Regions from separate parts of the Rattus norvegicus genome. Here region 1 is linked to region 2. Evidence: chromatin contacts called from public HiChIP or PLAC-seq data. All regions are on one chromosome and are shown on one strand. The core of a region is the stretch at or near the end of the contact, and the rest is flanking DNA. Distances in the headings are between cores, read along the strand shown.

Region 1 (4,050 bases), core at 157-2,656, 270 kb after region 2:
GGAAACTGTCTACAACCGTCCCACAACCTGGCACGGGATGAGAAGCAGCATGGAGTAAAACCATGCAAGATAGCAGAATAGAAACCCTGGCATCGTAACTTTTGGGCTTCCATTCCACCCCAAGTGAGGTATTTTTGGCTAGACACTTTTCATTAACTTTGCATAACAGATATACTGTTATCCCTGCTTTACATATCAGGAACGGTATCCACAGTCCCCTCCCTAAAGCATCTTCCACCACTTTCTGCTACCTCATCCCTAATACTTAGCTGAACTAAGACCTCTGCAAGAGAATATCCAAGTGTGGAAGAACTTGAAGCCTAATTCAATTTTCCTCTAAAGGGAGATTTTCAATATATTCTACTTTTGAAATTTTTGCAAAAAATGTAACGTAAATATCGGACTGGGGCTCCTCCCCTAGGCTTCAAAGGGGGTCATAACGTTGCTTCATCCGCCTCGGGCTCTATTTATCTTTGTGTGTCCAGAACCTAGAACAATGCATGCCGCAAAGTAGGCACTCAGTAACTGCTGAAAAACTCATTTCCTCTGCTCACTTTAGAGGGTTATCCCATTACTTTAACCCTAGGGTTCCGTTCCTGCAATATATTCCCTAGGGAAAATCTGTTCTGGGGCACCTTCCCGTCCGCATTCAGCAACAAAGCAAAGAGTACGGGGATCTAAACCTTCGGCTCTAGAGTGAAAACTCTTGAATACTGGTCTGACCTCTGCTACTTTTTAACACCTTGGCTGTGTGAGTGGACTAGATGAGTTTCAGTTTCTCCACCTGCAAAATGGGGATCCCAAACCCCTGCCCTGCTGGATCGTATGATTAACTCAGATGATGCAAGCGAAACCAAGACGCTAGGCCCGGTAAGCACTCCATAAAGGCAGCTGTTGCTAACAGTGGCCTGAAACTCCCGCACTCTCCGCCCCCGCGGCCACCCCCGCGGCATCCCTCCAAAGGCAGCCCGGTTCCCAGTGTCCCCGCACCACACCACTTACAGACACTGCCCCTCCCGGCCCCACCGCCTAGACGAGGGAGGCCCGGCCGCAGGAAGAAGAAAATAAGGCCCAGTGGGCCCGCCCCCCTCTCCCGACGTCCATTGGCCACTGGAGATTGGAAAGAACCAATCGCAAAACTCATTTTAGAAGCTCCTTTTTCTATTGCTCAAACCACATATCGATCACGGAGCACAGAAAGACCCACCTCACCACCCTCCCCCACCGGAGCTCACGGCCAGGGTTTTGGCAGCATCAAACCCTCAGGGATCCAAAGCCCGATGGCTCTCACCTGGAGCCTAAAGCCCTAGCAGGGCTCAGGCTCGATTCCTGCTGTCGCCACTCGCCGATCCCACTGTCTTTCTTGAGGGCGAAAGACAAAGCTCCGCCTCCTTTAAAGTCGGACTCTGCGCAGCCTCACAGAGCCCATAGTCAACCAACCCAAGGGTGGCTTTAAATCCTCAGCTAACCAATGAGCGCTCACAACAGCTGCTCGGCGTCTGGGACTACGAGTCCGTTTAGCCTATGAACGTCGTTCTCGGGCTGTTGCCAGGAGAAAACGCTGAACCTCTCGGGACTGGGGCCACTGAGCATCAGGGCTGGATCCAGAGTTAGCCTATCAGAAGCTGACTCAGATCTCCATAGCTAAGCTGGTTAGTAGAAAGAAGCGAGTACCCTGAAATGGGCTGGCCGGTTGTGGGGAAGGGCGAGCAGGTGGGTATAGGATGTTTCTAGCGAAAGGATAAGCCTAAGTTTTCTTGGAGTAATTCGTTTGCCTAAGATATAAAGGCGATGGAAGACCTCGGGAAAGTTTCAAAAGTCAAGGAGTTCAGAGAACGTGACCAGCATGTCCGGGTTTGTCCAGGACTCTCAGTTCTCAAAGTCTTACGTTCTAAGAAGCCCCTCGCCTGCTGGCAAGGCGGGGTAGGTAGGGATCTGTTCCAGGAGAAGGAGCCCTGGGGGGATCATTAGGACAGATCCTAAAGGAAGATATCCCTGGGGTTTTTAAAAAGCGGCTCCCCTTGAGCGAAAATTTTGGGTCATTAGCAACTCTTGGAGGGAAGAGGGTGATTCTAAGAATCATTAAAGGCACTTCAGGGGGCCCGAAAGGGATCCCTCGAAGTCATTAGGAGCAGTTCCTGAGAGGCTGTGAGTGAGCAGCCTTAAGGAGTTCCCAGATTGTCAAGGACGATGAGGAAGGAGATGGTAACAGACCTATAACACCCTTACAGGTCAAATAAGGAAGAGAACTCACCCAGACTTAAAACATGAGCAAAATTCCCGATAGTACCAGAAGGAATTGTATTGTGTCTGAACTGCTTTCAAAACTAACCCCTGGGTACAGAGAGATGACAGAGAGGAAAGGCAGAAGCCTTATGATCTGAGATAAGCCGTTGAGGAAAGAATCAATACAAGTTCACAAGATGTCCTCCGACTTTTGTGGGATGCAGTGCCAGCGCTGCCACCCCAAACACACTAAATAAATAGATAATTTTTTTTTAAAAAACGTGTTTTTATTCTTTTTTTTTTTTTCGGAGCTGGGGACCGAACCCAGGGCCTTGCGCTTCCTAGGCAAGCGCTCTACCACTGAGCTAAATCCCCAACCAAAAAAAACGTGTTTTTAAACAACTTCTCATGCATGCCTAGATTTTTTCAAGGGGAAGAAATTCAGGGGAGTTGAGATGGATGGCAAGAGTTTACCGAAACTAAAGGAGATACTTCATAGAATGTTATGGGTTAACTATCTGAGCTCATATCTGATGAAAATGTTGCTTCAAAAAAAAAAACGGGATGCCAGCCTGGAATAGGGAGTTCTAGGACAGCCATGGGTACATTTTAGACCTTGTCTCAAAACAAAACAAAAAACTTGTTCCCTAGTTCTTAAAATTACATCTATTTAGGCTGTGCACAACGGCACAATCTCACACTCAGGAGGCAGAGGCGGGTGAAATTCCTGCACTCTCCGACCCCCTTGGCCCACCCCCACCCTTTGCCCCACACCCACACCCACCCACCCCTACCCCCACCCCCACCCACCCCGCACCTACCCTCCCCACCCCACACCCACCCCCCACCTACCCTCCCAACACCACACCCACCGACACACACACCCTCCCCCACCCACCCCACCACCCCACCACGAACCACTCCCGAGGACACCCCTGCCGCATCCCTCCAAAGGCAGCCCGGTTCCCAGTGTCCCGGCACCACACCACTTACAGACACCGCCCCTCCCTGCCCCACTGCTTAGACGAGGGAGGAAGAAGAAAATAAGGCCCAGTGGGCCCGCCCCCTCCCGATGCCGGTTGGCCACTAGAGACTGGAAAGAACCTGCCTGGTCTACGGTGGTCCACGGGTAAGTTCCAGGCCAGGCAGGGATAATGGTGAGACTCTCTCTCCAAAATAGTAATGTGTCCATTTATTTGTTGGAGGGAAGTGCATATTCATATGAAGACAAGAACAACTTTCGAGATTCAATCCTTCTACCCAGTGAGTCCCAGGGATTCAACCTGGATTGTCTGTCTTAGTAGCAAACACCTTTACCAGTGAAGTCATCTTGATGACTCTGTTGTTGTTGTTGTTGTTGTTGTTGCTGCTGCTGCTGCTGCTGCTGCTGTTTTAAGATCATCTTGAATTTCTTTTTTTTTAAGATTTATTTATTTTATTTTATTTATATGAGCACACTGTAGCTGTCTTCAGACACACCAGAAGAGGCATCAGATCTCATTACAGATGGTTGTGAGCCACCATGTGGTTGCTGGGATTTGAACTCAGGACCTCTGGAAGAGCTGAGCCTCTCTCCAGCCTAGTCTTGAATTCTTGACTTTAAGATTCTCCTGTTCCTCCTGCTTGGAGCTGGAGAGATTGTTCAGTGGTTAAAAGCACGTGTGGCTCTGGCAGATGGGCCCGAGACTTCAGTTCCCAGCATCCCAGTCTGGTGGCTCACAGCTGACTACACCCCTGCTTCAGGGGACTATGCACCTCTGACTTCCACCAGCAACAGCACTCGTGTTCCCTCCACACACAACACAGTCCATGCATACACACGCA
Region 2 (3,787 bases), core at 1,015-3,514:
GGCTGACCTTTTGAAAACCTGAATCTTGCCCATGCTCTATCATATTCTCATCTTATAGTGCCACTGGGTTCTGAGAGGGACTCTCCACTGGAAAGCAGAAAAAGTGGGGGCTGGGCTCTTCCCATAGGCAGGTATGTAAGGGCAAGGCCTAGGAGAAAGGAATGGCTTCACAGAGATAAACGTAAGCTAGAGACAAGTACAGAACAGCCTGGAGGGGGCTGGCCCTTCTAGATACAGCTCCTCCCATTGATTCCAACAAGCAAACTCCCATTGCTCCCCGAGGATCATCCCGAGGTCACTCGGAGGCTGGCACTAAAGCCAGTGTGAAATCTGAGAAGAACTGCTTCAGTCCAGGTAGCCCTGGAACAGATACACTAGAAGGGAGGGAAGGGAACGTCTTCAGAGAGTACAAGTAAGCCTCCAATCAGATGATGCAGAGAGGTCTTGGCCAGAAGCAGCCCAAGTAAGCGCCTACCCAGGAGCTGTCAGCAGCAGAATCCCCAGGGCCCAATTCCAATGAGACTTCATGCAGAGAGAAAACAATGGCTCATCTCCCTGGCAGCACATGAAGCCATGTGCCACCATGCCAACACTGTCCAGCCCCAAGGGCCAGGTTCCCCAAATGGACTCCATTCAACTAGGATTAACCAAATCTGTACCCCCCTGAAAGCCAGTTATGGCTACTGTCCCTGGTTCAGCCACTCAGGGATGCAAAAGGGGACAGGAGACAGACACAGAAGAGATGCTTTCTCAACATTTGTTAAGCAAACAAGCCTCAAGAACAGCAAATGTGTTTAAGGGTGCCCCTTGCTAACCAGCAAGGTATCCCTATCTCTCCGGCCATCCCTGGGAGTATGGGGGTGGGTTGGTGGGTGCATTCCTGCATTCCAGGCTGCTGGGAGAAGAATAGAATAAAATAAGATAGCCTGGGCAGTGGAGAAGTACGGAAGGAGGCCATGGCAGAAAGCCATGTGGGCAGGTAGGTAAGGAAGGAAGGGCCCTGTAAAGTTGCCAGCAGAGCCAAGCCCCTTGGACCCAGCACAAAGCAAGAGAGCCAGACACACTCCTGCCTGCCCAGGACCGGTTTGACTTCCATCCAATAAGGAAAAGACCCTTTCTGAAGATGAATGAAAAACTAAGTCAGACGGTTTTAGTTCCAGATATCTTTGTGTGCCTTTGACTGAAAAAAAGTGAGTCGGGTCCAGGACAGCTCAGCATCAGTGTGGTTTCTAAGGTGGGGGTGGGGGATGGCAGATCTTGTGAGTTCCTAAGTCTAAGCCCTTCGGCACCCTAACCCTTTAGGGTTTAACAATCTAAGATGCTAGAATATCTATCTGAAAGGGGACCTGCGTCTACAGAAAGCCAAAAATAGCCCATTAGGCACTGCAACACTGCTGTCCAAGAGAGACGGTAAATACCAGGTGCTCTGGGGGCATCATCCCAGCGGGCACTGAGCCCAGCCAGGCCTGAGCTCTGGCATTAGTGTCAGTCCCCAGAACTTCTGCTCTGTCACTGAAGTGCCCACCCCAAGGCCCTCATACCTTCTCCACGTTCTCCACAGTGAAGTCCAAGGCTGGTGCTGCTCCAGCCCCTGCAGCCCCCAGCTGCTCCTCCCGCCGCTCCATTTTTGCTCCCTGCCTGGCAGGGAGGTGGACCCTGATCTCTCTCTTGCCCCAGCCCTTTTGGCTGTCAGCCCCCTGCTAGACCCCGGCTTGAGTACCCAGGAAGCGATGGGATGAGGGGATGCCCAGGGCGGGCATGGCTGCCGAGGCCTGCCCACCTCCTTTGGTGGTAGTGGGGTGGGGGTGGGGGTTGCAGAGGTCAAAAGATGTGCTCTTCGGAGGGGATCCGCGCTAAGGCGGCTCCCAAAAGGGAGGCCTCAGTGAGGTGCTCTCAGACAAGGGTCCTAGTGGGAGGTCACGGCTCTGTCCCTTGAATCAAAAGTCATAGGGGAGGAAGGCCTACAGGGGAAACAGAGGCCCTGGCCCGTGAGGGGTCACAGGGTCAACGGCCTGTACCCATAACACCCTAGTCTGGATGAGCTTCTAGATGCTGTGAGGTCAGGGGGCTGGGAGATCACCCTGGAGAGAGCCCTTCGCGAGATACGGAGACATCCAAGGAAGCACAGGGTTGCAGTTTCGTGAGTCTGGGGCAGAGTCGGTAGAGTTGAGGGGCTGAGCTAGGTTCCCTCCGTTCTCCTGGCCCGCGATATGCTCGCCTCCCGGCTTTGGCCCCGCTATGGTCGCTGCCTCCGCCCCAGTGACTGACAGACGGGCCGGCCCGGCCGGGACGGGGCGGGGACCTCAGCAAGACGCGGGCTGACCGGAGCGCCTGTCCCCAGTACCACCAATTCAGGCCCCCACCCACGCCTGTCCTGGCCCGGCACGGCCAAGCACATCCAGGTTCGGCATGGCGGAACTGCGCGGAAACTCATTCCGGGTCTTTGGCCCTGTTCTCGTGCTAGCTCGCGCGCCCCGGAACAGGCGAAGGAACGGCACACCGCCAGGGGCCCCTGCCCGAAGCAAGGACCCGCCCCTATGCACCTTGGGAAACGTAGTTTCCGCCCGACCGGAAGGCGGCCGGTGAGGAGGGAGTCTCGGAGCACGTGGGTTGGGGTCCTATGGAGCCCTATCCTATTCTCGGCTTACGGCAGAGGACCATCTTGCTCAGTCACATTGCCTAGGAGTGCAACTCCTGCGAAGACATGATTCTTGGGATGCTTGTAGATGGAGTTGGAAGCCAAGAAAAGAGGGGAGAGGGTCAAGTACGGCCGGCGCTCAGGCATAGGGAACTGGTGGTTTTGATGAACTATCAGTACCCGCCAAAGAAGAAGAGATAGGAGTTACTTGGTGCCCCACAATTTAAGAAAAAAAAAAAAAAAAAAAGCACTATGGATCAGCTTGTGAGCAACCAGGAAATCATATCCGTTCGCGCGCGCGCGTTTGTGGGGTGTGTGTGTGTGTGTGTGTGTGTGTGTGTGTGTGTGTGTGTGTGTGTGTGTGTGTGTGGAGAGAGAGAGAGAGAGTTTAAGGGAGGGGAGGAGAAGGGAGGGGAGGAGAAATCGTAAGGTTTTCATTATATTTCACGCTGTGGTGGGTTGGTTTGTTTTGAGATGGAATCTCTTACCAGGGGTGGTGGTGCAAACCTTTAAACCCAACACTCCCGGGGATTACAGGAGTGTGTCACCAAACTGGGTGTCTGAGATGCTATGAATCTCACCTAAGCACTGTGCACCCTGTCAGCTGGACCACATCCTCCACCTTCTTTGTTTTCAAGTGGGGATCTCACAGGCTTGAGGTGGGTGTTTTTATTCATTGTCCTCAGCTAAAATGGAAAAGTCAAGGTTGGAGGAAGAAGGCAAGCCCCTGCTCCCAGCATGCACTTCTTCTGCCGCCTCAACTTTTCCTTTCATTGACTCCTGTCAGCAGGGAAGAAAATTATTTCAAATGGAAGGATCTTTCTTTTTGCTTTGATTTTTTCCTTTTTTCTTTTCTTTTCTTTTCTTTTTTTTTTTTTTTTTTTTTTTTAAGACTGGGTTTCTCTGTGAGTCCCTGGCTGTCTTGAAACTCTGGCTTCCAACTAACTGATACCCACCTGTCTGCTCCAGAGTGCTGGAATTAAAGGTATGCACCATCACTCCCAGCCTAAAACTTTTTTTTAGACTAAATTATATTAAATTTGATTTGGGTTTACTGTATGGCTTCTCCCTCCTTATTGACTAAACTTTTCCCAACACAGCCTGCCATACCATTAGGAGGAGCAAACATTTTGTAAACCTGGGGAGGAA

What was found. HiChIP or PLAC-seq counts read pairs in DNA pulled down with a chosen protein or histone mark.
Region 1: a contact with region 2 is called in an H3K27ac HiChIP or PLAC-seq map of oligodendrocytes, with 3 times the contacts expected there. The contact joins the promoter of Kdm4a here to the promoter of Ipo13 in region 2. A contact is called at or near these places in 1 of 12 Hi-C or Micro-C datasets (kidney) and 1 of 1 datasets of contacts at active chromatin or transcription factors (oligodendrocytes).

Annotation. Positions count from the first base shown.
Region 1 is chr5:137,003,506-137,007,555 of GRCr8, forward strand. Kdm4a (lysine demethylase 4A) reads right to left here and starts at 1,407. Exons shown (of 21, transcript NM_001107966.1): 1 at 1,292-1,407.
Region 2 is chr5:136,737,214-136,741,000 of GRCr8, forward strand. It overlaps Ipo13 (importin 13), which reads right to left and starts at 2,265. Exons shown (of 20, transcript NM_053778.2): 1 at 1,542-2,265. The coding sequence starts at 1,625.